2 separate regions of the Rattus norvegicus genome follow, and region 1 is linked to region 2. The links are chromatin contacts, called in public Hi-C maps. All regions are on one chromosome and are shown on one strand. The core of a region is the stretch at or near the end of the contact, and the rest is flanking DNA. Distances in the headings are between cores, read along the strand shown.

Evidence for each region. A called contact is a pair of places that touch in the nucleus more often than the background predicts.
Region 1: a contact with region 2 is called in a Hi-C map of Schwann cells, with 16 times the contacts expected there. The contact joins two enhancer-like sites. A contact is called at or near these places in 12 of 12 Hi-C or Micro-C datasets (the A7r5 cell line, the Rat2 cell line, Schwann cells and 7 more).

What each region holds. Positions count from the first base shown.
Region 1 is chr11:46,025,959-46,029,711 of GRCr8, forward strand. No RefSeq gene overlaps it. Among named protein-coding and RNA genes, the nearest start is that of Mir802, 85 kb to the right of the region's middle. Within about 2 kb of position 2,168, at least 2 of the 93 cell types and tissues checked have an H3K27ac peak or open chromatin away from gene starts, as enhancers often do. A contact at or near this core is called in Schwann cells, where this site is marked.
Region 2 is chr11:45,432,559-45,436,526 of GRCr8, forward strand. It overlaps a transcript of Runx1 not described here. Among named protein-coding and RNA genes, the nearest start is that of Runx1, 13 kb to the left of the region's middle. Within about 2 kb of position 1,958, at least 6 of the 93 cell types and tissues checked have an H3K27ac peak or open chromatin away from gene starts, as enhancers often do. A contact at or near this core is called in Schwann cells, where this site is marked.

The DNA of each region.
Region 1 (3,753 bases), core at 918-3,417, 590 kb after region 2:
CTCCTGAGTTTTCAGAAGAAATCTTCATTTTGCGAAGAAAATAAAAATGGGCAGAACTGTCCCCATAACTCCTCTTCATCCATCCTGTGCACTCCAAAGTTTCTCACAAGTCCACAGTCTCCTCAGTCCATTTTAGCTGCACCAGGGCAATTTTGTTGCAAATTGTATCGGCTCCTAAATCCAAGAAAAATTTTAATTTTCAAAGTATCTCTGACCTCATCTACGAAAGTAAAATGTATGACCTCACAGTGGAGACAGTCGTCTGAAGTGAGGTGGGTGTGCGATGGGGAATCTTCAGAGAGCACCCCCTTCCCCCCATCACAGGTGAGATTCACCATGAACAGGTGACAATCTTCCTGTTGTTTCCATAGATACACAACTCTAACCACCCCACACTCCTAATGCTTTTCAAGATGGCTGTCAGGATATCAGAGCCATAAAACGCCCTGGAGCTGACCTAGCCAACCAGCTCCACGTTGGCACTACCATGGCTCACACAAGATGGTGGAATGGAAGCACAGCTTCTCCCGGCATCCCACTCTCTTTGTTCCATGTAATAAATGAGGAACTGGCGATAGCTAGTTTCCTTAAAGGGCTTAACCTAGATGTCATCTGGCCATAAGTGGGTTTGTTTGTTTGTTTCTTTGTTTGTTTGTTTTTGTTGTTGTTGTTGTTGTTTTGGGCTATGTCACTAAAGCACGCACAGCAGCAAGGTATCTGCAAACTTCAGAAGCCAGTTGCACATGGAGAACCGACAACATAGGGAGGTACCGTAGACCTAGAAACCTGTGCCATTTCTCCTTCGGAATTGAGCTATGTCTTACACCACTTCCTGCTTGGCCCCCACCAAAGCAACTAACAAGTCAATGCTTGGAGCAAATGGAGAAGACTTTGGCAGGAGTAATACCTAACATCTTGCTAAAGAAGCTTTGCGCCAGACCTTTGCAGACAGAGAGGGTGAATGCTAGGGAAAATTGGTCTGCTTCTCAAAGTGAAATACTTCCTGTGTCAGAGTTCAAAGGAACAACACCCAAGCCCCTAATCCTTCAGAGATCCAGTGGGTGATGTTGTGGGTTTTCTAGCATCATCAATGCTTGTTCTTCAGATGAAAACTCTCCCTGCACGCATTCCTTACATCCTACCCCCTAATGACATTCATCTTTTGTCTCTATGCTCAATGATAATTCTCTTAATATATAATCTAGTCATCTACTTCTATGTCTAAGCTGACCCATTTCCATTGTTTTCTTGGCACTTTGGTCCCCCTTTCCCAGAGAATGGTAGAGCACTGTGTTAAATCTGGCTTCAGGAGAAATTGTTCTAACCAGCAGAAAGTAACAACAAATGCAAAACACACATTAAAACACAAAATTTTAAATTAAAGGAAAAACTCGTGTCCACACTGAGTAAACTGCATGTATTTATAGAAAAGGTGCAAAGAATGAGCAGATTCCTCTCTGTTAAAGTATTGTTTTCCAAATCTTTACTAGCTTAATATTACTGAAGCAGAAATTAAAAATTAATGTGGCTGAAGACACATTCCAAGACAACAATGGAGTCTGGCTGTTCTGAATAGAGTTTCCAAAGGCTCGAGCCAATCGTGACCACAAAACACAAACTCGTTCATAGGACAAAATTACGTGGCATTTTCTAAAATGTGCTGGGGCTCTGTGATTCAACTCAGCCTTGCTGTTCTGTTGGTGGTGTGGACATTTGAGACCTTAACTGCTCACAGCTATAAGCCTTTGTGTCAATGCTGAGGTCAACACGTTACTGGAAATTGACATTTGTGTGCTAATTCATTTGGGGACAAAAGTCTGTTCCAAAGGAACACATAGCTATTTATCATAGATATCCCACCATTAGGGACACTGACACATGACTGACCAAAGAGAAATAACTGTGATTGTGTTGAAAGCCCTGATGGGCTATGCCATAGTTTGAATGTGAAGTGTTTCCCATAGATTCCTGCACTTGGACACTCCATTCCCTAGAGTGGCACTGTTGGGGAAGGCTGTGGAAACTTAATGGGGAGATTCACTGAAGGAAATGGGCACAGGAGACTGGCCTTGACTTCTTATGGTCCCGCCCACTACCTGTCTTCTTCCTACCTGCTGACTGAAGACCCAGAATGGCCATCTGCTTCACATTCCTGCCACAGCTGCCTGCCACTGTGGACTGTATCACCTCAGACTGTGACCCACAACCTCTTGAGTTGCATCTGTCAAGTATCACAGCACCAGAAAACAAACTAATACAGGACATGGCGCAATAGGTGGCCTGAGTCACACTTGACCTCCCCAAAGCTGAAACCCTTCCATTTCAAACTATAAAGTTCTGGAGACGAATGTGGACTTACATTGTGCCTGCCTCTTAATGATAGTACACGCTTGGCCCAAATTTGATCTGACCTCACTGATAATTGCCTGACAACTTCCTAAGAGGCCCAGGAGAGCCCTTCCTCCTGCTCCCGGAAGTCCACAGAGCTGGAGTGAAAACCTTGTGCTGCAGCAGAGATGACAAGAGAGTCTCTTTTGTACCACTGTATTAATCTGCCTTGTGTATTCTGGCATCTCCTAGGAGTTTGCGGCAAGGAAATGTCTAAACTGCTCCCTCTTTTAAAATGAATGACTGAGAGTTCCCGCGTTTGGGTTTTGAAAAAGAAAAAATATTTCCCAGTAACTTAAGTCCCCAATATAAAATAATCCTCTGTACACTGAAGTGCTCCAGAAGTGAGAGGGAGAAAGAGTGATTAATCTGAAGGTATTTGGGCCGTATAAGCCCCTATTGGTGGTAGTAGTGATGAGATGACATTAATTTATCAAAGCCCCGTGGAACCAACACAGGCCTGCTGTGTGCGAGTTGGTATTCAAGTAGCATAAAACAAGAAGTATTTTCTGAATTTTTTTTGTAACCAAAAGTTATCCCACATCTTCCTGTGTATATCCATCAAGCTTACAAAGCGAACACGCGTCATAAAGCGCCACAGAATACTCCGGAGTCAAGCACTCCCATTGTAAGCCATGTACCGAGGTAGCAGATTAACTCTTTGGAAGCCTCTCAAGGGCCATTTAACATATTCAAATAATAAGTCAGGAAATCAACACCAATTAATACTTTCTGTGTGCCCACAGGGCGCTTGGCACCATCTCTAGGACTCAGTGGGAAGCAGCCATTAGCTGTCCCTGTTCTCAAAGGGCATTCTCCAAACAGACAATAACACTCATCGGTCCTTTTACCAAACCGCAGAAAGCCAACACAAAAATGGAGAGCCAGCACATTCAGAGGCTGTTTGTAAATGGGCTGTCTCACCCCAGCTGGTTTAGACCCATGCCACCAGGGCAGTGCAGAATGGCTGCAGTAACAAGGCCAACAACAGTACTGACAGCGGCAAAGGTGAGGGGGAGACAGAGTTCTAAAGACTGCAGGAAGCAGGAGAGGGTGAAAAACTCCAGTTTGCTGGGGATGTGGCCCACTCCTTCTCAGAATGGCTGAGAGACAATCCATCCATTGGGTTAACCATTCACTCTACGCCCACCTTCAGAGATGGCCCTTCACCTGCATCCTGTCCCGTATTCCGGGGAAGAAGTAGGTCTAATGTAGCCCTTGCCCTCTGATACACAGTAGGACTACGCATGGTCACTGGGGGAATCAGTGCCCATAGCACATGAGTTAATATGTAACAGAGCGTCATGATGGCTGGTACAGGTGTTAGGTGGCACATATACCACAGTAGTGTGGCTTTGGTAGCCT
Region 2 (3,968 bases), core at 708-3,207:
AGTCAGTCATCGCAGAAGGGCTCTTTAAACCGTTGTTAATGGGCTGAACATTTGGCTTATGCTGGGAAAGCCCTCTGTCAGGGCCCCAATCCCCTGTGAGACAGTAAAGCTTGAGACCTTTGGAAGGAGACCGAATTAAGACCAGGGCAGGAGGTGTGGCTAGTACTTTTATCTAGCTTTCTCTTGCCGGGTGAGGTGGTACCCACCTTTAATCTCAGCATTGGGAAGGCAGAAGCCGAGGCCAGCCTGGTCTATATGTTCTAGGGTAGATAGGGCTGCACAGTGAGACTCTAGCTCCTCCCTCCCTCTCTCCTCTCTCCCCTCTCCTCTTCCCACTCACTGCCCTCCTCTCCTCATTCCTTTAGACATTCTTTTAGGATCTCTCACGTGGCCTCAAGCTCACTGGATACATGTTCCAGAAGGGAAACCGGAATGTGCACAGAAGCAGCCTTTCCCCTCCCTATTGGAACTAAGATGTGGCCAGGACACAGCCGATCCTCTAGGGCCACGGAGCCTGGCAGGCACGTGCCATGGTGCCCATAACCGCCATAGATAAACCGGCCGGGAATCACCTCTCTCTCATTCTGCAGAAACAACGCAACGCATGCATGTGACCCAGACCTTCCCAACAGCCGTGTTTTCTACTTTAGTAAACAAGCAGGTGGCAATAACTAAGTAACCCGTTAGTTAATTAGCATCGATTCATTGGTGTCTTGTGTGCGCATGCGCGCTGCAGCTTGCGTGGAGAAGGTCAGGGAACAACTCCTGGGACTTGTTTTTGCTTCTCCGCTTCCGACGCATGGGGCCTGAGCTCACATTCAAGTTGCCAGGATTTGGCAGCAAACACCTTTATCTGCCACCCATCTCACCAGCCCAACAGAAACGCTCATCATGGTTTATCTAACCATTATTTAAACCTGTTGTCAATACAAAATTAGATATTTTCTATCTTTCTTTTTTAAGTCATATTTTAAGAGGCCTATGCGTGTCATACGCCTACAGCACGTCTCAGCCTTTTTTGTCTGGCTGCTATTACTCAGTAGCTGCTTGTAACCAGTGACAACTATACTGGTTGGAGCAAGACTAGAGAGGCTACCGAACACACCGTCAACACTGACTACAGCTTCAACATTTTCCTCCTGCAGTCCCACGGGTGTGTTTCTCCCCTGCTGTACGTGAAGCATGCAGGTCTCTGCCTTGACTTAGGTTTTCCCTCTGAGCACACAGTTTACCTTGTTTTATTATATTTAATACTTGTCTGAAACTCTCCTACCCTGTAGCCCTGGCTAGCCCCCCCGCCCCATGGTTGTTCCGCTCTAGCCTCCTGAGTGGTGAACTTCGAGTCTTCTTTACAGCACCACGTGGTTGAGTGAAAAGCAGAAGAATCCACATGCAGGGCTGCAGCGACTGAGGCAGGAGGCTTGCTCTTTCTGTCAGCAAACTCATGCATCTGCAACCCAGGCTAGCCCCCTTGAGCTAATTTCCTGTGTTCTACACTGTCAGTTCATACCTGCTAGCTATGATAGCTCAGCCGTGAGACAACTTTGGCTCCTCAGCACTCGGAAACGATATCACAGGAAGGATTAAGCTACATCCCTACAAGGTTTGTGGGCTGGATTATTATTTTGAAAAATAAATTATATGTATGGGTGTTTTGTCTGCATGTATGTCTGGGCACCATATTCGTGCAGGGCCCACAGAGGTCGAAGGAAGTTGAATCCCTGGGACTGGAGTTATGAATGGTTGAGAGCTGACATGTGTGTACTAACCAAACCTAGGTCCTCTGTGAGAGCAGCCAGTGCTCTTAACCACTGAGCCATCTCTCCAGTGCCCATGGGCTGCACTGATAAATACTGGCTAGGCCCGAATGTTTCTCATAGGCCCTGATCTTTAAATTGCTGGTGCTCTCTCTCAAGTAGGAATTCCAACAGTGTGTTTGTCTGGAAATAGAGCATAAAGAGTTTTTCAAATGGCCTCTTTGTTAGCCATGCCAGCCAACAGCCTTTATCCTTCAGTTCAGTGCAGCATATGTGTGTGGTGAAAGCCGTGTGGCAGGAGAGTTGGTGGGAGAGGGGGAGAAGAAGGGGGGAAGAAGGGAAGGGGAGAGGGGGGGGAGGGTAAGGGGAGGGGAGAGGGGAGGAGAGAGGGGGAGGGAAGGGATGAGGGGGAGAGAGAAGAAAGGGAGGGAGGAGGGAGAGGAGGAGGGAAGAGGGAGAGGTAAGAGGTGGAGGAGATTGGGAGGGGAGGGTGAGATGAGGGGGAGGGGCATGGGGAGGGAGGGGGTATGGAGGGGGAGGGAAGAGGGGGAGGGGGAAGTATCATGACAAAAGGGTTTTAATTTTTAATTCTTATTTTATATGTATGAGGCTATGTCTGTGTGGGAGCACATGCACATGCGTGCAGCACCCCCAGAGGTTAGAAGAGGGTCCTGGGTCCCCTGGAACTGGAGTCACAGGTGGTGGTGAGCTGCCTGTCCTGGGTGCTGGGATGAGTCCTTGGCAGGAGCAGCCAACACGGCTAACCACTGAGCCATCTGTCCCGTCTGCAAACAGAGTTTGATGGGAAATAGCAGGGAAAGTCACCTCCATCCTGTTTGCTTGTGGGGCCAGAGACTTGTCACACTCTACACACTTTAATTTCACATCTATGAAACACATAACGTGGCTGAAGAGGGCAGCGAGGGTGGAAGTGACATTTTCTCATATCTAATATGTCTATGCATAGACATTTCCACTTAAAATGTCCTAAAATCACCAAAGTCTGTACCAACCAGTCGCTTGCTTACATATTGAATTAGTAACATGCACTTAAGGTGCAGGAAAGGATCCACACTTTTGTGGATCACACATCCTGCCCCAAAGCCAGTGAACATGTCTGAGGACAGTTCTCATAAAACCCAACCGTCCCTCTGTCCCTCTGTCCCTCTGTCCATCTGTCTGTCTGTCTCTCTCTCTCTCTCTCTCAAGCAAAATGGTTAAGTCGAATTAAACTTTAAAAAAGAATAAGGATTGCTTCAGGTTTGCCTAGAACAAGGCTGAATCTCCCTCTTAAAACACAAAGCAAAATTTACTACCTTCCTCAGGGAGCACAGCAGGAATCCTCCGGAGTTTAGCTTCTTGGAGGGAAAGGGGATGATGACTAAGGGGACAGGCATCTCTGAGAGCAGATATTATCTGGTAGCTGGTGCTTGGCTCACATTTACAGGCAAAGCAAAAGCAGCCCACAGACATGGGCCCAAAGTGATTAAAAACGGCGAGGCCCAAAAATAACATTCGAAGAATTTTGCACTTTTTTTTTCCCTTTCAGGGTAGGTAGGTTTTTTAAAAATAGCCATAGCCAAGCAACAGATGTTTGCCCACGCAGAACCACGAATGACCCCAAACCGAATTCAAGCTCACTTCTAGTGTGACCATTGGCCGAGCAGACACAGACATTTTACTGCTGGACCATGGTCTGGTCTCCCCTCTCCCCCCACACTTCTCTAATCACTTTAACAATTTAAGTGCCCACGAAGATGTCCGATCAGAGGGGTAACTCTTCACGGGCACCACGGGTTAGCACGGCCCTTTTGAGTAAATGGTAAGAGGGATTTGAAGCAAGATTGTTGTAGAAATGTGGACTTTAAGTTTTTAATTTTAATCTTTTAGCATTCAGTTCTAAGTAGCTCTGTAATTGTCAGGCCCTTTAGGAGCATCCCATATGTCAGGGAAAATATTGTGGACGGAGCCAGCTTGTTCTGGTTGTGTGTTGAGAAGGGTCACAAGCAGCTCATGCTGGGCAGTCACTTGTTTTGAAGCTGGGGACAACTTTGGATTCCTCTTGCCTCTGCCTCCCAAGCCTTTTCTCTTACAGCAGAAATCGTATAGTGTATAAGAGAGTAACAATCATGTTCAGTCAAACCCGCCTTTTAGTGGAAGCCACCAAAGTCCTCTCAGAAGCAAAGAAGACCCTTCTTTGGGAAATAGCAT